Regions from separate parts of the Bos taurus genome. Here region 1 is linked to region 2. Evidence: chromatin contacts called from public Hi-C data. All regions are on one chromosome and are shown on one strand. Each heading gives the region's core, a stretch centred on a gene start, on an enhancer-like site or on the middle of the called end of the contact. The rest is flanking DNA. Distances are from core to core; before and after follow the strand shown.

Region 1 (2,818 bases), core at 262-2,761, 43 kb after region 2:
GCCCAGCTGGTAAAGAATCCGCCTGTAACGAAGGCGGATTAATCCTGCTTTAATCCCTGGGTCGGGAAGATCTGCTGAAGAAGGGATAGGCCACCCACTCCAGTATTCTTGGGCTTCCCTGGTGGCTCAGCTGATAAAGAGTCTGCCTGCAATGTAGGAGACCTGGTTTGATCCCTGGGTTGGGAAATCCCCTGGAGAAGGGAAAGGCTACCCACTCTAGTATTCTGGCCTGGAGAATTCCATGGGCAGAGGAGTCTGGTGGGCTACAGTCCATGGGGTCAGAGTCGGACACAGCTGAGCGACTTTTACTTGACTTCATATTAAAGGGGGCTTGGTATGCTTTCGGGTCCCCCACAACGTCCCTCGGACCCCAGCCTGGCTCTGGAATGAATTCTAGTCCAGGTACCAGCCATGTGCCAGCCCCTGGCTTCCTGCTTGGACATGGCCGCCTCCAGGACTGGCCTTGCCTGGGGCCTGTCGCTTGGCCAGCCCCGCTCCGTCAGAGGCCTGTGACCTGCCACCAGGCAGGGCTCACATCCCAGCTGTTGTGTAAGTTAGCTCGTAGGCCTTAAGCAGCCGGGGCCTCCCCACACACGGGCCGTGTGACTCTGGAGGACAGTGGCTCTTTTCAACACTGCTGTGGTGTCAACATGTTTGTGACCGAGGGAGGGATGCGGGAGAGGTCACTGTGAGCAGGGGACACCTGTCCGTCCTGGGGGCAGAGGTCCTGTCCTGGGCTGCCAGTGAGGAGACCAGGGCTCCCAGGGCGAGCGCCGGAGCTGGTGCTGGGCCCAGGGGGATCTAGGCTCTGGTCCAGCTGCCCCCACCCCACCCCCACCCGCCCCGTGGACAGCTGCACCCAAGGGTGTTCAGACCGTCCCTGGCCTGCACCTGACCCTGAGGTTTTGTGTGTCCCCCAGGGAGGGTCTCTGGGGCCAGGCCTGCCCTTGTCGGCCTGGCCCCACCTCCTGGAAGTGGTGCCACGTCCCCCCACCGCGCCCCAGCCATTATTTGTGTCTGACTGTGTGGGGTGTGTGTGTCTGTGTCCCAGCGCCTCTCTGTTCCTTTTTCTGCATGTTGTGTGGGTTTGTGTGTCCATCTGCGTGTACTGAGGGTGTGTGTCTGTCTGCGGGGGTGTCTGTGTCAGAGTGCCTCTCTGTGTTCCTTTTTCTGCGTGTTATCTGGGTGTGTATATCTGCGTGTACTGAGTGTGTGCGCGGTGTCCACGTGTGTGATTCTGGAGGGGGGACGCCCGGGCGCCTGTGTCGCTCCTGCATGCGTGTCTGTGCCGCGGGTGTGCGCGCGAGGTGTGTGCGCGCGTGGGTGTGGCGTGTCCTCCCGCAGCCCGGTTCGTTCGGGGCGCGCCAGTCCCCCGGGCGCCACCCCGGGGGCGCGGCCGGCGGGGAGGAGCGCACGGCGGGCCGGCCGGGCAGCCGGCCGCACACGTGGGCCCGGCGCCGCCCCCCGCGGCCCACCCCCGGCCGCCCCCGCCGGGAGGGAGCCGGGATAAGTGGCGGCGCGGACGCCGCGCCCTGTCTCCGGAGCGGCGGCGCGCAGCTCTCGGTCCCGACCGCAGACGAGGACTCGGCGCTCGTGGCCCGGTAACTGCCTGCGTCCCCGCCCCGAGCCGTCCCTGTCCCCCGGGTGCGGCCGCCCCGCGTCCCGCGGTCCCCGCGTCCCCGCGCTCGGCGTGGGCTCCCGCGCCCCTGTGCGCGTGTGCACGAGCGCGCGCGTGTCTGCGTGTGCCCGGCGCGTGCGCCCCGCTCCCTGGCGGCGGCCCCGAACCAACTTGTCGCCGCCGTCAACTCCGTGTCCGCGTGTCCGTCCCCCGCGGGCAGCCCTGCCGGCGGGGTTGCGCTCCCGGCGCCGGCGGACGCGGGCAGGCGGCAAAGTTTTTTGGGGGAGCCTGGCTGACTTTTCTGGGGGACCCGCGCTCGTGCGTGTCCGGGGGTGGGGATCTGGGCGCGCGGAGCTGGTGCCCTGGCAGCCGGGGCAGCGGGAGCCGGCCTCCTGGGAACCCTTCTCCCAGCCGCAGGGGTTTGTTTAGGAAGAGTGATGGGGGGCTAGCGTTGGGTGGCTCCGCCCGCAGACGGCGGGGGGGCGGGGGGGGCAGCTCTGGGCTCCGCGCTCCTAAAGCCAGGCGGGATCTGGGGCAGGGCGCTGGCTGGGAAGCTGGGGGAGCGTGGGGGGCGCCCCCCGCCTAGATGAGGGGGCTGCCCGGGCTGGCCTGGCCCTGACGCCCGGGGCTGTGTGCTGGTGGCCCGCAGAAGCCCGGGGCTGTGTGCTGGTGGCCCGCAGAAGCCCGGGGCTGTGTGCTGGGGGACCGCAGAAGCCCGGACGTGATGCAGACAGGTTTGTGGCCACACCTTTAGAATTTCGGGCAGAAGGAATTAACCGGAGCGTCATCCACCCCGTGACCGCGCCCCTGTGAAACTTCCTTGGGGGTTTTAGCATGGATGGGTGTTTTGCAGCTGGGTCTTTATGCCCACAGAGCTATCATCGCCACTTGATTACAGCTAAAATAGTCTTTAAGATGAAGTTTCCTGAAATGATTTAAAATAAACACAGATGGGGAGGGGGGGAAGAAAGCTGTAATGAGGCAGTTAAAAGATAAAGTGAGCATTTTTCTTAAGAACAAACGGGGTTTTCAGTTTTAAGAAATATATGTATCTGTAAAATTTTTGAAATGGAAGGGTTTTGTTTAAAAAAAAAAAAAAACTGCTTTAAAAAAACGTTAGTGACTCTGAACAAGGTTTCCCTCCTGATGTCTCTGTTCTGCCATCGCTCTGACCTTGCACCATTCCGTTTCTTCCCCAGC
Region 2 (2,744 bases), core at 152-2,651:
AGAGTTGCTTCTTAAGTCACCCAAAACAGATCTCCAGAAACGTGCGGTCTTTTATAGGCTGTGTGGATCGCTCTTCCTGAGTACATGCAGCGAGCAGAGACTAGAACACCTTCAAACGTTTTAGAAACTTCTATTTGGGGAGATTTTGAACATACATAAAAGAACAGAGAATAAATAATGACTGGCTTCATGAATTATTAATTAATGGTCTATTTTGTTTTACCTGTTCCTCCTCCATTTTGCAGTAATAACTTTAATTTTATTACTTTAATTGAAGGATAGTCGAATTACAATGCGGTTCCAATCTCTGCTGTGCAGCGAGGTGACTCAGCTATACACGTGTATGCCTTCTTTAGAGTATTCATTTCCGTTGCGGTTTATCCAGGGATTGGACGTGGCTCCCTGTGCTGTGCGGTAGGTCCTTGCGTCTCCCGTCCGGTATGTGGTGCTTTGCACCTGCTCATCCCACGTTCCCACCCTCCCCTCCGCCCGGGGCACCTGCAGTCTGATCTGTGTCTCTTTTGTTGTTAGGTTCGTTTGTGCCATATTTTAGGGTCCACATGCGAGCGACATCGCGTGGGGTTTGCCTTTCTCTGTCCTGCTTAGTATAATCATCTGCAGGTCCGTCCACGTTGCTGTGGTGGCATTACTGAGCTCCTTTCCATGGCTGAGTAGTATTCCGTTGTGTAGAGGCATCGTATCTTTATCCGTCGCTCTGTTGAGGGCCGCTTAGGCTGCTTCCACGTCTTGGATATTGTAACTGGGGCTGTAATGGACACTGGCTATGTGTATCTTGTTGGACCATGTTTTTCTCGGGATAGATGCCCAGGCGTGAGGTTGCTCGGTCACATGGCGGCTCTATTTTTAGTTTTTGGGGAACCACACTGTTCTCCATAGTGGCTGCACCAATTTACATTCCCACCAGCAGTGTAGGAGGGTTCCCCCTTTCTGCACACCCTCTCCAGCGTCTGACACTTGGAGACTTTTTAGTGGTGGCCATTCTGACCATGTGAGGTGGTGCAGTAATCTTTTTAAAGTGAGTCTCGAGCGTCAGTCATTGAATCCATCAGCATCATCACCTTCCCCCTCATTGACTCGTACGTGCTTTTCACGGCTAATCCATGTGCCTCAGGGTCCAGATCCCCACTCTGCACTTGGTTGACAGGTCCTTAAATCTTAGTGTATGGACTCTCCCTCTGCCTTTTTCATCTTTTTCCTGGAGTTTACTCAGTGAGAAGTCAGCTCTCTTGTCCTGCAGCTTCCCGCACCGTGTGCTTTGCTGAGTCCACCACGTTCCTTCATCACCTTCATGTCTGGTCAGCCGGTGTTTTGGCCAAGAGGACTCGGATGGTCAGTCTGGCCCGTTCTGTCCACCGCTGGCCTGTGGCCTTCTGGGTTCAGGAGCAGCGATGACCTCTGCCCAGATCCATCGTGTGACAAGCAGGCAAAACGGCAAAGCTCTGATTCTGTCCTTCTTGTTATTTGCTGGATTTTTTTTTTCCCAAAAGAAGATTTTTCTTTCTTTGATTTATGATTATTCTAGGGCAGAGTGCCTTAGATGTCTGATTTTTTCCTTCATATTTACCAGTTTTCAGAATAATAATTAGTTTCTAAACATCCTCCAGAGATGACAAAGATTTTTAATTTTAGTTTCACTTTGAACCTGTGGGTGATGAGCTCCAATTCCCCGAAGTTACTCTCTCTGATGATCAAATCGCCTAATTTTTGGCTCGTTTGACCCCTTTCAGTTTCCTCTTGAGTCCTTTTGACGTGACCCTGGGAAAGACAGGTGTTTCAGGCTTATCTTCTGTGTTTCCTGCCCCATATCTGGAATTACCTGTATTCCATGGACCCTTGATAGCCTCTTAGCAGGAAAGGCACTTAAAAACCACAAGCTGGTATTTTTCGTTCAGTTGAAGTCTTACAGAGTTTTTCCTTAAGTTGTTAGATTTTATATTTTTTCAGCAATAACAGCAAAAAGCTCGGTTCCTAGTGATACGTGTTGCCTACTTCTTATTTACTGTGTGTGTGTGTTTCAGAATTACAGCATCAGTAATCACTGTACTGATTGTTAAAAACACTCTAAGATTTGCTTGCACTTCTTTGGTCTTTAGAGCGCCTCTTGCTGGGGGTGCAGATGACTGTTTCTAACTCACATCTCGAAACCCTCTGTGTGTCTAACTTCCCTTCCTGTCCCTTCCAACTCATCCTGTCCCAGCTTCACAGGGAGCCTATTACGGCTGTGTTCCTGCTGCCTTTTGGGGAACGGGCTGGAGACTTTTCGCTTTGTCTTCTCATCTCCCTGTGAACAAGTCCTCCATGTGCCCTAAGTCCCAGCTCAGCTGTGATCCCCTCTTTAAGCTGCATCCATGTCCCCTGACAAGGCACCTTTCAGGGCACTCCGCATTGTCCCTCTGTACCCGCTTCTCGGCCATGTCTGTGTCTCATCGCTCACGAGTTCCAGGAGCCCGTGTGTCCTGCTCTGGCATGCTCGAGCCTCCCACAGCATCCGGGGGAAGGGCAGCAGGGGCTCCCTGCCAGCCGGACAGGGGCTGACAGGTCACAGATGCAGGTTGTCTGGGGAAGGGCCTGCCCAGAGAGAGCCTCATTTCAGGGGCCTGCATGTTCCCTGAGCTGTGTGAATATGCACTAAAAAGAATGTCATCAACCTGCTGGAACATCGCGCATGAGGCGGCGGCGGCGGTGGTGTTCAGTTGCTCCATCGTGTTCGACTCCTTGTGACC

The links. A called contact is a pair of places that touch in the nucleus more often than the background predicts.
Region 1: a contact with region 2 is called in a Hi-C map of skeletal muscle, with 6 times the contacts expected there. The contact joins the promoter of MGLL here to the enhancer-like site in region 2. A contact is called at or near these places in 2 of 11 Hi-C or Micro-C datasets (liver and skeletal muscle).

Annotation. Positions count from the first base shown.
Region 1 is chr22:59,735,626-59,738,443 of ARS-UCD2.0, forward strand. MGLL (monoglyceride lipase) reads left to right here and starts at 1,512. Exons shown (of 8, transcript NM_001206681.1): 1 at 1,512-1,601; 2 at 2,818.
Region 2 is chr22:59,692,395-59,695,138 of ARS-UCD2.0, forward strand. No RefSeq gene overlaps it. Among named protein-coding and RNA genes, the nearest start is that of MGLL, 43 kb to the right of the region's middle. Within about 2 kb of position 1,402, at least 2 of the 102 cell types and tissues checked have an H3K27ac peak or open chromatin away from gene starts, as enhancers often do. A contact at or near this core is called in liver and skeletal muscle, where this site is marked.